3 separate regions of the Mus musculus genome follow, and regions 2 and 3 are each linked to region 1. The links are chromatin contacts, called in public Hi-C and promoter capture Hi-C maps. All regions are on one chromosome and are shown on one strand. Each heading gives the region's core, a stretch centred on a gene start, on an enhancer-like site or on the middle of the called end of the contact. The rest is flanking DNA. Distances are from core to core; before and after follow the strand shown.

Region 1 (2,955 bases), core at 159-2,658:
CGGCTTACTCTACATGTGACCTGTTGGTCTGTGGGAGACAAAGCTGTGATCAACCACGTTTGTCAGCTTTGCTGTGCCGATCTCTCTCTTCCTTTTCTTAATATATCTCTCCAGAGCTTCAGCACTGTGCATGGTTAAGCCAGTGACCACCGTTGTTCTTCCTCACTTCCTGTGGGGACACAAGGCCCCCCAGGGACCTCTGTGAACTTGGGAAGGGAATGGTTACAAACTTTCCTTCCTTCTCCTCTTGCCATCCATCGGCTGTAGTGAACACATGTTGCCAAAAGATGGCAGTGCACTTTACAGAGCTGAGATGGCTCTGTCACCCAGGACTCTGACAGCTGTATGTTGCTCTTTATATACACCTCGCAAATACGGACAGCACATTTTACAAAGTAACAAAAGCACCGATAAAAATGCTGTTGGTTAAAAAAAAAACAAAAAAACAAAAAACAAAAGAAAACATCGTGTTTGCAGCGAGCTTATAATAAAGAATGATTCTCTACCTCTTAGAAGTGAGGAGGACAGGGGAACATTGTTTAGGCATTTTTGTGCTGTTCTGGAGTAGAAATCTGTGGTGTGCTATGTTCTATCTTTTATCTGACTTAAGGTCAGCCAAAGAGCCGGGAGAGCCTAGTTTTGAGGTTTGAGCTTTGTGATACCTTTAGACTGTAAGCAAAATTCCCCAGCAACACTGTTCATAATTACCACAACAGCAATGGCTGATATAAAAGTCTTCACTCTCGGTATTTTTCCACGTTTTATACATATCTGTGCCTCAGGGCATGTGAGTGCAGAATTGTTTAGCATATGCTGGGTACAGAAAAGCTTCTATAAATGGAGAGGTGATGGGTTCATTGGATGTCATCAACAAACCAAATGGCGAGGATAGAATATAATGTTTAAATACAAGGTTAACTAATAAAATTGAAGCTGCGTGCACTGATTGAACCAGTGATGTCAAACTCTAGTTTGGACATGCTGACAGCCGGAGTCATTCTGCTCCCTGGTGCCACCTCTGGAAGCAGGCAGAAGTCCCTGACAACAGAGACTGTGGGGGAGATAGGCTGGCTCTGGATACCGCTGGCTGCCAGCTCTAGCACAGCCCCTCTATACTGTGGAGAGCATGCTGAGGTTAAAGTGTTCGTTCCACAAAATAGATGCCACAATCCGAGGACACGCAGCATAACTGTCATTCCCGGGGTGACAGGGAAACAGGTGGCTCCAACTCAGGCAGCAGCCTTTTTGCTAGTGCACCTCTTGGCAAAAGCCCCAGGCTAAGAGAGAACTGTGCTGCATGAAGTTCTAACTCTGAAACCAGATGCTGTTACCATAGAGACGAGTGAACTGCTACCGTGGGAGGCGCGATAGGGAAGCATGGGAGAGGGAGACAGGAGGGCAAGTGAGGCGAATCTAAAGGCTAGCATACCCGTAGACCTTCAACCTTTAACAGCCCTGGGACTAGCAGGCTGGTGCTCTTGAAGCTTGTGCGCTGGCGGCCTGCCACTTGCTGACTGGCTGAGTGGCAGCTGCTTGCGCTGTGAGTACTAGTCTGCGAGCACGTTGGCAGTTGGCAAGGGCTCAGGGGGGGTGGGATCTCAGAGGGCTGGAATGTGGATGGGTGCTCTGGGCCTAGTGGCTGACAGTTTTGCACAAATGTTTCTCGTGCCGGACTTAAGTCACCCTCACAGGCCTGCTCCGTGATTAGGACCGGCTGGTGAGAACCTGCCCATTTGGCAGATGATTTGACATGGGTTCCAGTTAAAGCATTTTGCTATCCCAGAAAAATGGAGATTTAGAACCCCCTCCCCCCACCTTTTCCCCTCACCATGGGTCTGGACTTGTATAGAAGGGGTTTAACTTCTCCAATCAGAGGCCATGTGATATGAAGCTTGCCCTCCCTCACCCCTGAGGCTGGTAAGGAGCTTCCAGAGCCACTCTGCATTTTGCCTCACGCTGGCTATGTGAGCAACAGTATGCTTCCTTCTCTGATTTCAGCAAATGCAGGGCACGTGCGAAGGACATTTTAAAGGACAGATTTGGGGGCCTGATTACGGACTGGATGAGTTAATTTCTTCCTAGTGATTTATAGAGGGAGGGGGGAACTGGTTAGGTCAGCCACTTTACATGGTATCTCTCTCTGTCTTACTAATAATAGCCAGCAACTGCTAAGAAATGTAAGGCTGAATAACTGATATTTGTCATGTAAAGAGGAGGGACTGCCTCTGCCCCGTGCAGAAGGCCAAAGGCATCAGGATGACTTTGCTCTTGAGGAAGAGGAACGCCGCCAGGCTGTGTGCTTTTGCCCTGTTTCACTCGCTCCTTTTTGGCAGAGAAGAGGCCTATTTGTGGGCATTCTGTATGAGCCGTCAGAGAAAACGAGGCTCTGATGACTTGCTATGTATAGTCTTGACGGGAATGTGAAATATGCACCAAAGAGCCAAGGAATGCACCCAGCGTGACCCCCACTCCGTGCTCAGACGGTGGGGTTGGGTTGTTTTCTCAACTTGGCCGGAGGGCTTGGGTGCTGACCTTTTTACCTTCCCTTCCAATCTCTTGGGTTTCTTGCTTCCCTTTTGCTTTACATGTGGCATATAATTTTTGGAACAAGCTTCGATATCTAGGTTTAGAAAATATATCAAGAGACAACAGGATGCTTTAAGATCCTGCCTGATGGATAAGAGGGTCCAAAATGGCGTCTACAGTCGGTTGTGTTGGACTCAGCATGCTGACTGACCTGGGGTTAGTTCTATTTTCCGGAGGGAGGATAAAAAAAAAAGTTAGGGTACATGCAGTGCTCTGGGATTCTGTCGTGCTTCTGAGGAGTTTAGGAAAATGTTCTCATTGCGACGTCCTCCTTATCTGTGTGCACAAATGCTGGGTAGCCGGTGGCTCCTTGCACTTTGGACTGTTCCCTGAGCACCAGAAGATGTCTTCGAGAAGGTAGACGTGGTT
Region 2 (2,955 bases), core at 245-2,744, 210 kb after region 1:
CAAATACATGAGCTGGTAGCAGAGCTATGTATGTGTGTAATCATATGCTTTTACAAAGCTCCCAGTCAAAGAGGTTTACTTATGCCAGCACATCACCATGATATATAGGGAGAGAATTGTACCAGGGAATATTGCCATATCTGATGATGCTTCTTTGTGATAGTATCATTTTAGGTCCTGTGAGGCCACAAACACACACATGTTCCATTACTAACCTTGCTGTCATGATGCAGTGCGTGACTACAGTTCTTTATAAATTATTTTCACTAGGGAAACCATTGTCACATTCTTACGGGCCAGATATGAGCTGTGGAATGGCATCAGACTGTCCTTTCCTTCTTCCATCTCTCTCCTTTCCACACTCATTTAGTAGGTGCACAACCCTGTGTGTATCACAGGTCCTGAAGTGGGATGCTCAGCTTGGCTGAGGCTGAGATGTCAGGGTATAGAAAGGGACACTTTGGAGAAGGCTGGCTCAAGAGGTTCTCCTAGAAGTAAAGTAGGCTGGCGCTTGGGTTCAGCCTGCACCTTTGTCTACCACACCCCTTCATGCCTTCTTCACTTTGTGCCTTTGGGTCCTTATTCCAAATTCTGATTCTCAGAGGCCCACTCTTGCTATCTATCTGTAATTTTTTTTATGCGTCTTCTCTAGAATGATGTAATTACCACCTCCATTTAAATTTTCCATGATTTTTACTTACGTACCATCCTGTCTATCCTGTTTCCCAGAAGTAAGCCCCATGGTGTCAGAACTTCAGAGTCTGTGTTGTTCAATGTTGTTTCCCCAGGACACGGAATAATGAGGGAGGATGTGGGCCTCACGGGTCTCATCCTTACAGCGTAGGGTGAAATGACATTGTGACAACGTCTTAAGGGGCTTTACATGATGTGTGATGTACTTGGATGTTTGTTTTTGGAGAACGGAAAAATTATAATTTCTCTACTCAGTGCTCTCATCTAAAGACCAACTGGACAATCTTTGGGAAATGTTGGGCCTATTCTAGTAACTGAAAAATAAAAAAGGAGAAAGGAGAAGATAGATTTCTTCACATTGTTTTTCTGTCTCATCTAAACGAGAAGGTCTTAAATAGTATCTGGTCATTGACTCAAGCACTTTACGTCCAACATCTTCGTGGTTTAGTGAATTATGTCTTGATGCAGTTGATGATGGTTTATCTTACCCTCGCTCACATGTTTGCTCTCTCCCTGCTCAGGTTCTGCGGTGGATTAATTAAGGACATAAAGAGGAAAGCACCATTTTTTGCCAGTGACTTTTATGATGCTTTAAACATTCAGGCTCTCTCTGCGATTCTCTTCATTTATCTGGCAACCGTAACCAACGCCATCACTTTTGGAGGCCTGCTCGGGGATGCCACCGACAACATGCAGGTGGGTCTGATTTGAGAGAGGACGCAAATAGTCCAGCGCAGACTGTCCTCCTCACCCCTGCTGCTCGGCGAGGAGCAGATGGCCCTTCAGTTACTCAGCGTGACTGTCTTTCTTTTGCTGGATGCTGCACTTTACTTTGCTTCTGGCTCGCTGCTGTATTTCCAGCATGTTAGTAATTACAAAAATAGCTTGATGAAATCTGGCTTGAGTCACAAGTGGGGAAAAGAAGGGGAGGAAATGCGGCTCTATAATTCTATTTGGGCAGAAGCGTCTCAGCTGCTTGGATCCTGTGTGGTGGACAGGGTTTAGAGCTTCCGGGATCTGGAGTGCATGGGCCATATTTGGTTTTCACTTGGTGATCACACTCTTTGGGGATGTGTGCTTACCTGACTCTTTGTCCTTGTTCCAAGAAGAGCAAATGCACACATCAAGCAATGGGGTGGTCTGCTCAAGGCTGGATTGGCATGTCTGTCGGTAGAATTCAGCTTTAGTGAATCCCAGCTGAAGTTATTTCTTCTATTCCTGGACCAGCTCCCCTTGAGCTGTTAAGGACCTGGCTGGGTTAATGTTCTAGTGTTAATCACAACCACAGTTGGTTGGTTACTGGGGAGGTGGTGTTTGCCATCCTTTCACATCAATAATAGCCATGATTTTCATAATAGAAAAGATGTCATATGCTCCCCCCACTCCCACCCCACCCCACCCCAGATCAATTAGAACAACCTGTGGAAATGACTTAAAGTTGATCATGGCATTAGAAACAGTAGGTACTGAATACACAGTGAGTGGAGCTGAATGTGAGTTTAAGCCCTTTCGAACTCTGCCCTTTCCACTCACGTCCCATCAGTGTCCAACCCATGAGGTATTCACACAGCCTACCAGCCAGCATCTTAGTTTGTGAACGCAGCTAATTCCCCCAAATGACCTCTGTTACATTCCTACTTTGCCTCTAGTTATCCATCTATGCTCTCAGTTCCTTTCTAAACGCAAAGATAAGATAGAGTAACATTTTTCGTGGCACCAGGTACTAAGGGATAAGTTTCACAGTCATATGAGTGTGCCTGTCCATTATATGAAGCTGCCCTTCATGCATGTGGCAGTTTTGGACTCAGCTGAGTGATTTTTTTCTTTGGTTCCTCCTACACATTACAGTGTGATGCCACCTGAGCTTGAAGTTGTCTAACGGTTTCCACTCACATAGTGCCTAGGCCTGAGTGACTGGAACAGCTGAGTTCTAGGGACACTCCTCGTGGCATCTCCACAAGACTAGCTTGGGCTTCCTCACAGTATGGCCACCCTTAAAAGCTGAGGCTTCAGGAAAAGAGGTGACCACCATTTATTTTTTTTTATATCATGTGGTTGTAGACCTATCATTGCTTCGTTTTCTGACTTTCACAGATGCACTGAAAATTCAAACTCTCCGTGAGAGCTTTTAGCTCTTAAATATTACCATTGATTAGCATTTTGCTGATCAAAGACCATGAATCTCCATGACACCCCTGGGCATGGTTTGCAGAGACCAAATGTGTTTTGTTGCCACCCCTGCAGTGGATGTCCTCATTCATA
Region 3 (2,955 bases), core at 131-2,630, 160 kb after region 1:
ATTTCCCCAAGATCGCGTGTCTTCCTTATGTTTATCTGCTGGTGTTTCTGGGAGAGGGCTTTCCATCAGGACTGATGATCCCCTCCATGTGACCTTGATAGTCACTCTTGACTCCTTGGGCCTCTCTCTACAAACCCTGACTTGGTTAGTTTTTCTGCCTTCTTCTGTCTCTTCTGGACATGGTCAGAGATCAGAATATTTGATCGTTAATGTGTTGGTAGGTATACACCTGTGGTGGAACTTGAACCCTTAGAATTTTCTTCGACACTCACTGTGGCTCCATTGAGCTTTTACTGATCAGTGCTAATTATTCGTGCCCTCTGACAGGGGACTTGAACTTACATAAGGTCACAGTAATTAGGGTTAAGCATATATGTTTGATACATTTTTAAATACATCTTCTTTTATTGGGGACAACCATCTAGGCAGAAGTTTGTGAACAGGCAGCTGGCAACTGTTGGCTGGGAGAAATTTCTTACTTTGTTGGGTCTCTTCAAACCTGGGCCTATGTAGAGGAAGTTCCAGAGCTAGCGTACAAAGAGAGTTACATCAAATTTTGCCTCAAGGATCTGAATACATTGGTGCATCATCGGCTTCGGTTGCTGATTTTTATATAAAATGTGTGTGGATCAGGTTCTCGAAATCAACCTTCTTTCCCTCGCAGCAGCTTCTCATAGTAGCTGAGGCTGATGTTAAGGTGATGACCAAAGGCGGAGCTCAGAGGTTTTACTCATTCTGTTTTCAAAGTTAGCAAATGCAAGCCAGCGGGTATATCTTGAGAGAAATTATCCGCCCAAACATAGCTGCTACTGAGCCAGTTACTCAGTGAGCTCTTTCTCCTGAGAGCACTTCTGTTGCCTGCTTCCTTCCGGAGGCTGGGAGAGGAGCTTAAACTGACCCACAGTCTTGTCTTCCCTCTGACATGGAGGAGGAGGATGGGGTAGGAGCAAGTTTATGCCTCACATGCAAAAGCGCTCGAAGCCTTTTAAGGCAAAAGAAAATCAGACTTGCAAGTAGATGAAGCTATGGTAACCCCAGGTTTTATTTCTGTAACCTGTTTTAATACCATGAACCTAGTTTTTTTTTTTCCCCTTTCTTTCTTTTTTAACCTATTTTTCCTCTGGCTGGGTGGGGGAAACAGGTTGCCAGGCACAAATTTGTTTTGAAGAAAGCTTTTATAATTAATTAGCCAATGTCCTGGGAGTGAGTTTGGCAGTGAAGTCAAACTCGTCCCGGGTGCTTTTCCAAGTCTGCCTCCCAAACGTCCATCCAACTGCTGCGGAAGTTTCAGATTGAATGATGGTTCTGACTGGATACACTCTGAACAGTTGTGACCTTGCCTCATGGCTCCCGGCAGCTATAGAACTTCCTACTACACAAAAAGACGGGCTTTATGTTCGGTGTACCGAAGAGGAACAGATTGGTTCTTCCTGACAGCCACGGGATGACACAATCTGAGGGCATATTTTAAATGAGATTCTGTTTGGGGAAAGCAGAAGAAACAAATCTGTGGGCTGCACTTTTTCTTCCTCGCTCTGCCAAGCCCCATGCACTCAGAATTTCAGTAGTGGCTGCCCGATAGAAAAATAGCTCCAAACAGTTAAGAGCAGCAGAAAAGCATAGCCCCAATGGAGCGATCCAGTGCCCCAGCCGCATCCCTGCTTGAATGTGATGTTTATTAAGCAGAAAAACACCTGCGAGGAGTACCTTAACAAATACATCTGGAACACATAGACTTGTGCATCTCAATATATAATCTGGTTCTCTTTTCTTCCTTCCTTCCTTCCTTCCTTCCTTCCTTCCTTCCTTCCTTCCTTTCTTTCTTTCTTTCTTTCTTTTTCTTTTTTCTTCCCTCCCTCCCTCCCTCCCTCCCCCTCCTTTCTTCCTTTCTTCCTTCCTTCCTTCCTTTCTTTCTTTCTTTCTTTCTTTCTTTCTTTCTTTCTTTCTTTCTTTCTTTCCTTCTTTCTTTCTTTCTTTCTTTCTTTCTTTCCTTCCTTCCTTCCTTCCTTCCTTCCTTCCTTCCTTCCTTCTTTCTTTTTAGTTGTTGCTCTGGAATGTTCTTTTGTAGGAGCCAGCTAATTTTCCAAGTTGTCTTTGCTTGGCCTTCTGTATTCCTTTGTTCCTTCTCTGATCTTTGAGAGATGGAGCTGCAGGACAGACGCGATGCAGAAGCAAGGCTTGGCTATTGATTTCCATGATGATGTGGGAAGACAGACAGTAGTTTGCCGTTCTCCTTCCTAGCACCAGGGATCATATCTAGGGTTTGGTACCTAAGGTACAAGTCTGCAAGCACTGAGATACATCTGCAGCGCTAATATGCGATCTTCATCATTATCTTGTTAGCTTTAAGTCTCAGAGATGCTTATATAGCTTTATAGGGCTTGACTCCCCACGCCGAGAATGGTGCAGTAGTAGCTGACACTTGCAGGTTCAATGTTAGGGGTAGAGATTGAAGCACTTTGCAGGGTCCAAGGAATACATGGAAGGGTCATGTGACCTTGTAACGTCTTATCTGGTTACCTCATTGTTTAACAGCATTATCAGACAAAGTATTACATAGATCTCCTGGAGGAATTTGATCTAGGATTCGTGTTCTGAAAGTATAGCAGGATTATTTTAAGCATTATCTACTGTCTATTATCTTTAAATATACTCGGAAGCCTTGATTTTTATTTTTGAAGTGGTGTTGGTCTTTTATAGAAATAAGTATCTTGTCAGAAAGCAAGTGGATAAGCTATTAAATCATGTCTGAATTTGAAATTGCTGTCTTGGTGACTATCAGATGGAATCTAGAAGGGCAGAGTCTATGGCTCACTGACCAACAGTCTTATTATTCTACACACACAATGCAGAATTGACTGGAACTAGCTTAGCTGCGGGGAAAGTTTTCATGGCTTCAGAGCAGAATCTCCATCCTAGGGCCAGGATACAGGTTCTTTCATATTCACAGAGGTA

What was found. Hi-C and Micro-C count contacts between places; a contact is called where the count stands out from the background. Capture Hi-C pulls out chosen DNA fragments and counts their contacts.
Region 2: a Hi-C map of cerebral cortex shows a contact between it and region 1, with 4 times the contacts expected there. The contact joins two enhancer-like sites. A contact is called at or near these places in 19 of 484 Hi-C or Micro-C datasets (the HL-1 cell line, brain, brown adipocytes and 10 more) and 7 of 115 datasets of contacts at active chromatin or transcription factors (SST interneurons, cardiomyocytes, embryonic stem cells and 4 more).
Region 3: a contact with region 1 is called in a promoter capture Hi-C map of adipose tissue, with 4 times the contacts expected there. The contact joins two enhancer-like sites. A contact is called at or near these places in 3 of 484 Hi-C or Micro-C datasets (the HPC-7 cell line, cerebral cortex and olfactory sensory neurons), 2 of 115 datasets of contacts at active chromatin or transcription factors (heart atrium and kidney) and 1 of 9 other capture datasets (adipose tissue).

What each region holds. Positions count from the first base shown.
Region 1 is chr5:88,928,428-88,931,382 of GRCm38.p6, forward strand. The region is part of intron 1 of Slc4a4 (solute carrier family 4 (anion exchanger), member 4); the gene reads left to right. Among named protein-coding and RNA genes, the nearest start is that of Slc4a4, 43 kb to the left of the region's middle. Within about 2 kb of position 1,409, at least 131 of the 459 cell types and tissues checked have an H3K27ac peak or open chromatin away from gene starts, as enhancers often do. A contact at or near this core is called in adipose tissue, cerebral cortex and cortical neurons, where this site is marked.
Region 2 is chr5:89,134,432-89,137,386 of GRCm38.p6, forward strand. Slc4a4 (solute carrier family 4 (anion exchanger), member 4) reads left to right here. Exons shown (of 27, transcript NM_001359211.1): 13 at 1,215-1,389. Among named protein-coding and RNA genes, the nearest start is that of Gm35855, 90 kb to the right of the region's middle. Within about 2 kb of position 1,495, at least 21 of the 459 cell types and tissues checked have an H3K27ac peak or open chromatin away from gene starts, as enhancers often do. A contact at or near this core is called in cerebral cortex and cortical neurons, where this site is marked.
Region 3 is chr5:89,087,276-89,090,230 of GRCm38.p6, forward strand. The region is part of intron 8 of Slc4a4 (solute carrier family 4 (anion exchanger), member 4); the gene reads left to right. Among named protein-coding and RNA genes, the nearest start is that of Gm35855, 140 kb to the right of the region's middle. Within about 2 kb of position 1,381, at least 17 of the 459 cell types and tissues checked have an H3K27ac peak or open chromatin away from gene starts, as enhancers often do. A contact at or near this core is called in adipose tissue and cerebral cortex, where this site is marked.